2 separate regions of the Sus scrofa genome follow, and region 2 is linked to region 1. A link is a contact called in public HiChIP or PLAC-seq data. All regions are on one chromosome and are shown on one strand. Each heading gives the region's core, a stretch centred on a gene start, on an enhancer-like site or on the middle of the called end of the contact. The rest is flanking DNA. Distances are from core to core; before and after follow the strand shown. Region 1 overlaps SRGAP2 (SLIT-ROBO Rho GTPase-activating protein 2). Region 2 overlaps SRGAP2 (SLIT-ROBO Rho GTPase-activating protein 2).

The links. HiChIP or PLAC-seq counts read pairs in DNA pulled down with a chosen protein or histone mark.
Region 2: a contact with region 1 is called in an H3K27ac HiChIP or PLAC-seq map of alveolar macrophages. The contact joins two enhancer-like sites. A contact is called at or near these places in 2 of 2 datasets of contacts at active chromatin or transcription factors (alveolar macrophages and skeletal muscle).

The regions. Positions count from the first base shown.
Region 1 is chr9:66,933,540-66,937,443 of Sscrofa11.1, reverse strand. The region is part of intron 2 of SRGAP2 (SLIT-ROBO Rho GTPase-activating protein 2); the gene reads right to left. Among named protein-coding and RNA genes, the nearest start is that of FAM72A, 96 kb to the right of the region's middle. Within about 2 kb of position 1,878, at least 6 of the 83 cell types and tissues checked have an H3K27ac peak or open chromatin away from gene starts, as enhancers often do. A contact at or near this core is called in alveolar macrophages, where this site is marked.
Region 2 is chr9:67,107,591-67,111,494 of Sscrofa11.1, reverse strand. SRGAP2 (SLIT-ROBO Rho GTPase-activating protein 2) reads right to left here. Exons shown (of 23, transcript XR_002335789.1): 21 at 3,893-3,904; 22 at 1-202. Among named protein-coding and RNA genes, the nearest start is that of IKBKE, 14 kb to the left of the region's middle. Within about 2 kb of position 1,849, at least 7 of the 83 cell types and tissues checked have an H3K27ac peak or open chromatin away from gene starts, as enhancers often do. A contact at or near this core is called in alveolar macrophages, where this site is marked.

The sequences.
Region 1 (3,904 bases), core at 629-3,128:
GCAAAAGTATTCAGCTGAATAGGACTGTGTGTGCTAAGGGCCAAATTCATGCTCCCAGGCCATGGCCACGCTCAGAGAGGCCATCCATGTAAAGCAGGGTTGGCCTGAGTTAGTCTGAGGATGTAGAGATGTTACGGTAGTGAAGGAAGAAGGTTGTGATGACTCCTCAAAGATGAGGGGGCAGGAATGGGCTGATCCAGCTCAGGAGGATATGTGAGTAGAACACAGTGATGTGAAGGTTTACTCCGAAGACGATGGAGAGAAAGAGCGGGCAAGAGAGAGCCCCCGAGTTCTACGAGCAGGTCAGATACAGAGGTCCAAAGGGCTCTATAAACTGGCCAAAGCAAGGGGAGAGTCTTGAAAAGCAGAAGGGCAGCATAAGGAGAGTCAAAAACCCAAGGATTTCCCTACCAATCCACTCCTGAAAAGACCAAATGTCAATTTAAACATGTCCACCGTGGTAATGGACCGTGGCAAACTACATTGCTCAAGGCTCCAGCACAACGAAATGGCAAATAAACCAGATCAATATTAAAAACCAGATCCTAAATCCCTAGAGAGCTGGCACTGGAGGACTGACTTCATTTTGTGTAGGACCCAGCTTGGGATATGGCACTGGCACAAGTTGAGTTCCACCAGTCTGAACCAAGCCCCTACGAGCTGTCAGGAAAAGAGACAAACGAAGATGACTATAGAGGGTCATGAGATTCATCTGGACTTTAAAGGGAACTTCCTGTTGGAAAAATGCAGTTTTGTTCTCCAGTCTGGAGTTCTTAGGAGAGGTCAAGTCTGGAAGAAGACATCTGTGAGCCATCAGCAGCTAGACAGGAGTATGGAGTTAGCCATGAAAGTACATGCAAGGAGTTCCTGTTACGGTGCAGCAGTAACGAACATGACTAGTATCCATGTGGACTCGGGTTTGATCCCTGGCTTTGCTCAGTGGGTTAAAGGATCCAGCTTTGCCGTGAGCTATGGTGTAGGCTGCAGATGCAGCTTGAATCCTGCGTTGCTGTGGCTGTGTGGCAGGCCAGCAGCTGCAGCTTTGATTCGATACCTAGCCTGGGAACTTCCAATACTGTGTGTGCAGCCCTGAAAAGACAAAAAGAAAAAGAAAGAGAAGGAAAGAAGGCGTTCCTGTCATGGTACAGCGGAAATGAATCTGACTAGGAACCATGAGGTTGAGGGTTCGACCCCTGGCTTCGCTCAGTGGGTTAGGGATCTGGCATTGCTGTGGCTGTGGCATAGGCCGGCAGCTGTAGCTCCGATTCGACCCCTAGCCTGGGAACCTCCATATGCCGCTGGTGCGGCCCTAAAAAGCACACACACAAAAATAAAATAAAACAAAATAAAAGACAGAAAAGAAAGAAAGTGCATGCAGCTGCCTAAAGAAAGCACGTAGCATGAAAGAGTAGACCTAAGCCTGGGGCCACCCCCATTTAGGTGGAAAGCAAAAGAGGAGACAGGAAGTAGACTGAGAATGAAAAAAGATATACAAAGGTGCACATCTTTGCACTTACACAAAGGTGTAACTGCAAATTACTTAATGATAGTGGGGCAAAGAGTTTGCTCACCTTGGCAAAGAGCCTATCACAGTTGAGAGTTGGCTACACATCACTCAAGATGAATACAAGTGTCTGGCTGGCGGGCTGGGTCAGCCCATACCGCTCCAGTTGCAATGGCTGTCCCCGTCCTTCAGTTGTTGGGAGGGCTGGCCTGACAGTGTCTCGCCTTGTACCTGTGCACGTCTCTCCAGTCCCACCCCGGGGTTTCCCTACTGCCACTAAGGCGTGAGATTTGGAGGGATCTGCTCAGTCACCAGCCATGCTATGAAGACGCATAAGGGAAGTTGAAGCTCCATGATGTCAACCCTGACTAATAGGAGATGGGAGCTGGCAAATGAAATCTTCCCCTTCCTTCCCCCAGCGGACTGTTCAGAGATGTAGTGGTTTCACATATTTTCTCTGACGATGTCCCACAAAACCAAAGAGTCAGCCTCTCTTGAAGCTGTGGGCAACCTATAAGCAGCCCTTAGATCTCTCCTTACCTCTTTTTCTCACTTCCCTTTCCCCCCATTCCTGCTTCCTGGCGATGGCTCGCACAAATCAAGCGCAAGCTTTTGCCTCAAGAGCTCTCTTTTCCTAGCGAACCCGACTAAGACACTTACCATGTGCCAGGCACTGTTCCAAATGCTGGAGAGATCATCTTTTCCTCGATGAAATTTATTCCCCAGTGAAAGTAGCCACTTGGTAAAGCCTGGAGACGAGCTAATGCTATTTCAAGAACTCAATGCATTTGTGAAGTGATTTGGTTGGTTATGAGAACTGGTTTAGTTGGCTACATTTTGTCCTCCGTGGAAAGGTAAGCTGTCTCTACAAAAGCTACGGGCAGGTGTTTCATATACAATCAATAGTGATCACAGATGCCATTTACTAAATACTTTCTATGTGACTCATAGGAAGTTGAGACAACATTCACGTATAAAAGTATATTATCTTACGTAATCCTCGAAAAGTCCCAGTGGGATAAGTTTGCAGTAAAGCAGAGTGGTTAACAGCACAGACTTTGCATTCGGAAAGACCTGGCTTTAATTCTAGCTCTGCCACATGCTAGCTGTATATCCTTGAATAAGATACTTAATCTCTCTAAGTCTGTTCCATTACTTATAAAATGGAGTTTGTAAGAGCAGCCACCCCAGTGGATTGTTATAAAGAGTAGAAGAGATAATGCAGATAAAGTGTTTATTATATGCTGGGTATCCAGTCAGATTCCATTATAAGTCAACCATAATTCTTCCCACTGCGCAGATGGTGGCCACCGAGGTTGAGAGAGCTCATTAACTGCCTGAAGTCACTCAGATAGTTACAGATCACAACAGGATCGAAATCTAGATGTGTTTAATTCCAAAATCCGTGCTCTTAACCACTCTCCTACATTTTTAAAAATTCAGCTGCAATAGGGAGTCATTTGGTTGCCTTTTATACTGAAGTCCCATAGTTCTAGGATGAAGTTGGCAATACTGATTGGGTAACAAAAAAGATCCCTGAATTTCTCCAACTTCTCCAACACAAGTCCTCATTCTCACTGCTTTATCTCTGAATGTTTAAGTATTTGTGTTGGAGTGGAGTGGGAAAAAACCTTTATATCACTTCTTCTTGAAGGAAACATAAGCAAAAAGTCCATGCCCACCTAGAGAGCTATCAACTAGAGGTGGCAGAGCAAAATCTGAGTTCCACTCAACTTTCTATGAGCTTCCTTGGCACAAAAAATACTTTTTTAAAAATTAAATAGTATTTAATGAATGGCACCTGTGATCACTATTGATCCTTGTCAATAAGTGGAAAACAGATGGTCTATAACTGGAAACAGACTACCTGGGCTCAAAACGCCAGCTCCATTACTTACTAGCTGTGTGACCCTGGGAAAAGTACTTAACTTCTCTGTGCTTCAATGTTTCCACGTGTAAAAGTTCATTAATAATGGTACCCACCTCTTTTGTTTTTTTGTTTTTGTTTTTTGAGGTTATTTTTTTGGCCATACCCATGGCATGCACAGGTTTCTGGCCTAGGGAGTGAACCCACACCACAGAAGTGACCCAAGCCACAGCAGTGACAATGCCAGATCTTTAACCCACTGAGCCACCAGGGAAATCCCTCTTAGCATTTTTATGAGTTAATATTTGTAAAGTAACTAGAATAGTTCCTGGTATTGCAAGTACTATATATGCTTTTGCTAAATACATAAGACAAGAAAGTACAGTATGTGATAGAATAGAATAAAGTAGTGGCTTCCTAACTTTTACCAGCCAACACACACACACACACACACACACACACACACACACACGAAACAAAATTTCATGAAACAATACATATGCCATAAACTCTGATATTTTGACATTTTTAAA
Region 2 (3,904 bases), core at 600-3,099, 170 kb before region 1:
GGAGTTAAGGCTCCCATGCCCACTGATGGAACACTTATCGGGCCCTTCCTTTGGGAGGCTCTGGCTCAGGACAGGCTGGGAAGATGGGCGGCAGCTAGCCCCCACCCCCGGGGAGGCGGGATCAGTCAGGGGACTGCTCAGCCCATGGCTGTCACTCCGAAAGGTTTTCCGGATGCTCCCAGATTCGGGCCGCTTCCTTTGCCTTTAATGACAAACAGAGAGGGGCAGGGTGATGGGGGAGCCCTGGCTCTGAGGCAGCTCAGATGACGGGGTGGGGTGGGGTGGGGGTGGAGGGGACAGATGTTGGCCCCCAGGGACGCCTGGAAGGAGAGGACACAGAGCACGTTCTCATTCTCTCCTGTTTCACCTTCCCGTGCTTCCTCCACGTCTCTGTTCCCCTCCCACCCCGACCTGGGCAAAGGAGCCATGGATACTTACTTGGTGGTCGTGGGCTTTGAGTCCTCAACATGTAAGGTGCTGTCAGGAAAAATGTCTGATTAAGCTCAAGTTTCTAATGGGAGACAGACTGGTGAAAAGGCACCTTCCATTACCTGCTCGGGACAGAAACCAGGCCCCAGGAGGAGAAAAAGTCTCCCCATCACCAAGGAGGTGCGGAATTGCTGGTAAGAGGAGAGTTGACGGTTCCAAATTTTAGCATGCTTCTAAGTCCACTGACAAGACTAATTCGTTTGGGCTTTGGCAAGAGGCAGTTGTCGCTTATTCTGCAGACATGGAACAGAATATCTTTCAAGAGGCTGCAGGGCTGCAGCATCTGGGCCAGGTTTGTGCATTTTGGGGAAATACATCTATGTGACCCTAAGTCACCCAGCACTGGGCCGAACCCGGACTCTGAGTCAGTGTGTTTCAGACCACGAAGGCTCTCAGACGAAATGGTTGGGCAGAATCCTATTCCTATGGGCGTTGTCTGCTGCCGAATCATTTCATTATCTCTTGACATCAGATCCTAAAGGGCCTAATTTAAGAGGCAGCGAAACTTTGGGTTTGGGATGGCCGCTGGACAGCTCTGATCTTGAATCTGCTAAGGGCCCCTGAGGCCGAGGTGGGGGTTCAGAAGGAAAGGAGTAAGACCTGAAGATAGGATACCAGCCTTGTGGCAGGGCCAATGTCCTTCGAAGTCCTGTTCCCTGGGGAGGGCTTTCTTAGCATATACCCCTGGGGCCAGGTCTGGGATGGCACAAAGTAGCCACGCCCTGAAGCTGCCTGCTCGGCTGCTTTAGCCTTGGCCGTCACCCACTCTCCAGTGGATAAAGGATGCTCTCAGAGTCTTATACAGCCCAGCTGAAACGACTTTTCTTCCTCTACAAAGTCTTCCTGGCACCCATCCTCCTAGGCAGGCAGCCTTGTTCACCCCCATTCCTTCAGTGTCTCTAGAGACCCCTTTTTAGTCACCTGTCTTTTTTTTGTCTTTTCTAGGGCCGCCCCCGCAGCATATGGAGGTTCCCAGGCTAGGGGTTTGAATCAGAGCTGTAGCCACCGGCCTACGCCACAGCCACAGCAACGCCAGATCCGAGTCGTGTCTGCGATCTACACCACAGCTCATGACAATGCAGATCCTTAACCCACTGAGCAAGGCCAGAGATCGAACACGCCACCTTATGGTTCCTAGTCGGATTCGTTAACCACTGAGCCACAACGGGAACTCTGAATCACCTGTCTATCTGGTATTCACCTTGCCTGACTGTGAGCGCCGAGGCCAGGGATCATCCTATTTGTCTCTGAATAATAATACTCGGCACAACAGTAGGTGCTCAATACATGTGTGGAACTGAGTCGAAAGGCCACACCCTAATAACTCTTTGCTGATTTCCTTTTTCCACTTGAGGAAGGCTGACTCACGAGGCCCGAACTGCTGAGAAGGCAGGCTCATGGAATGGCTGGTGTGCGCCCAGCCCCGGGGACGTGTAGGGAGGAAGACAGAATTCCAGGGTTCAGGGAGCTCAGCCTGGTGCGGGATCCGAGTGCGGCCTGAGTCCCGAGACTGTCTCGGGCACCTAACCCAGCGTGGAGGAACGTGGGGGGTGTCAGAAAGGTTTCCCCAAAGAAGTAAATCTTCGGATGGAGTCTTAAAGGAAGAGGAGCTAACCAGGTGAGGAGACAGATGTGAAGATCCAGGAGGGAGAGGACCCAGGGCGTTCAGGAAAGAGAGGGAGTTTGGGAGCTGCGGCTGGAAGGCAGTCTTAACGGCAGGACATGCCTGGGGGCTGTCGCTCACCCACCGACCAGCTGGTGTCCGGGGCAGACCATGTCCTCCAAGACCCCACCAAGCAGGGAGTTTATGGGGTCTGCCTTGACTTGCTACCACCTGTTCATCTTCTGACTCTTCCAGCCATGACTCGCTATGATTCTTTTGCACAAATGGCAACAAACCTATGATGGCTCACGCTCCCTCCACTGACCTCGCCTTTGGTTTCTGGGTTAATTACAGGCTTACGACCTGATGATTACAGGCTTATAATTAACATAGACTTGCAAATAAGGAAGAAGATGTGATGAGCCTGCAGTTAACTTTTTATGAGCTTGCCCTCCCAACGGGGCACTGTGCTGGGGGGGAAGAAAGAAAACCCTCAATCTTTTTTTTTTTTTACCGGTCTGCCTTAAATTACAACTACGCTGCGCCAGCTGAATCAGCTACTCTACAGACTAGAGGGTGAGAGAGAAGGAAAAGAGCCACGTGCCCCAACCACTCCCCCAGCTACCGTCTGGTTGGAAAAAAGCCAAGAGATCTGGGCGACCTGGTGCAGTTTAAAAACAACAAGCATCCTTTATTCTCCTTCCAGTTTCAGTGTCCAGAGGCTACGGTTAACAGGTTTTCAATGTGCAAATCATTTCATTCCTCCAGAGCCAGAGGGGAATTAAAAACTGTACATCATCTCCAATCCATATGCATCGGGAGCACCCTGGGGCTTGTCATCCTGCTGGCACTGGGCCAAGTTTCAGGGTCTGGCGGAAAGAGGTCTGTAGGCTTTGGGACTTGGTGTCTGGCCCCTTGAGATGAGATTAGCTCTCCAGTAACCTGAATGTCTCTAGGGGAGGCAGCAGCACAGGCGTGGAATCCCTCTAGACGGCCAGATCGGGTGTGGGTGGAGTGAAAACCCCAGGATGTTGCTAACAGCCACAGTGAAAGCTGGGGGTGGGGGCAGAGTTACCAGCCTGCTGGACAGAAGTGGGAATCTGCAAAGGGACTCATAGGGAAGAATAATACACAGGGCTCAAGCAATGGGGAAAAAAATGGCACATTATTTCTACTGGTGTGAAAGGGCAGGAAAAATGAGAGCTGGGGGTTAGGCAATGAATAAAGAGCTCAGGACAATGCTTTCATTGGGGTGAGGGGGGTGGGGAGCACTGGTCTCTTTTCCTCCAGGGGAGCGAATGCAGGGCGAGGGAGAAACAGACACGTGAGATCTAAATAAACCATCGGGGGTAACATGAACCTGGTAGAAGACACACGAGACTTTGGATCTTCGGACAGACAAGGGCCAAGGAAGACATCACAGAAATCGTTTGAGTCAGAATTGGAAAAGAGAAGGCACCTCTCGAGAAACAATACAAAACCAAGTTGCATGAAGTGACGAAAGCTTTGGCCAAAGTCTTAGCGGTCAGACGGCCTGGAAGGTCTGAGCGGACAGACGGGCACAGCTGTCCTTAGCGCTATGGCCGCCTGCCGGAGACCTGGGCCTGCTGACGAGGCCTGTGGATGTTCTCCTTGGCCCTGTCCGCCCTGCAGCAGCCAGGAGCACATGCAAGCTGGTCAGGCCGGGGAGCAAGGGGGGCCCTACGCCCAGCAGAGGAATGGAGGGGGCGGTTAGGCCAGAGGGTGAGGCTGGGTGTCGCAAGTCATTCAGGGGAGCAGAAAATGAAAAGCAGAGCTTACTTGTTGATGTTT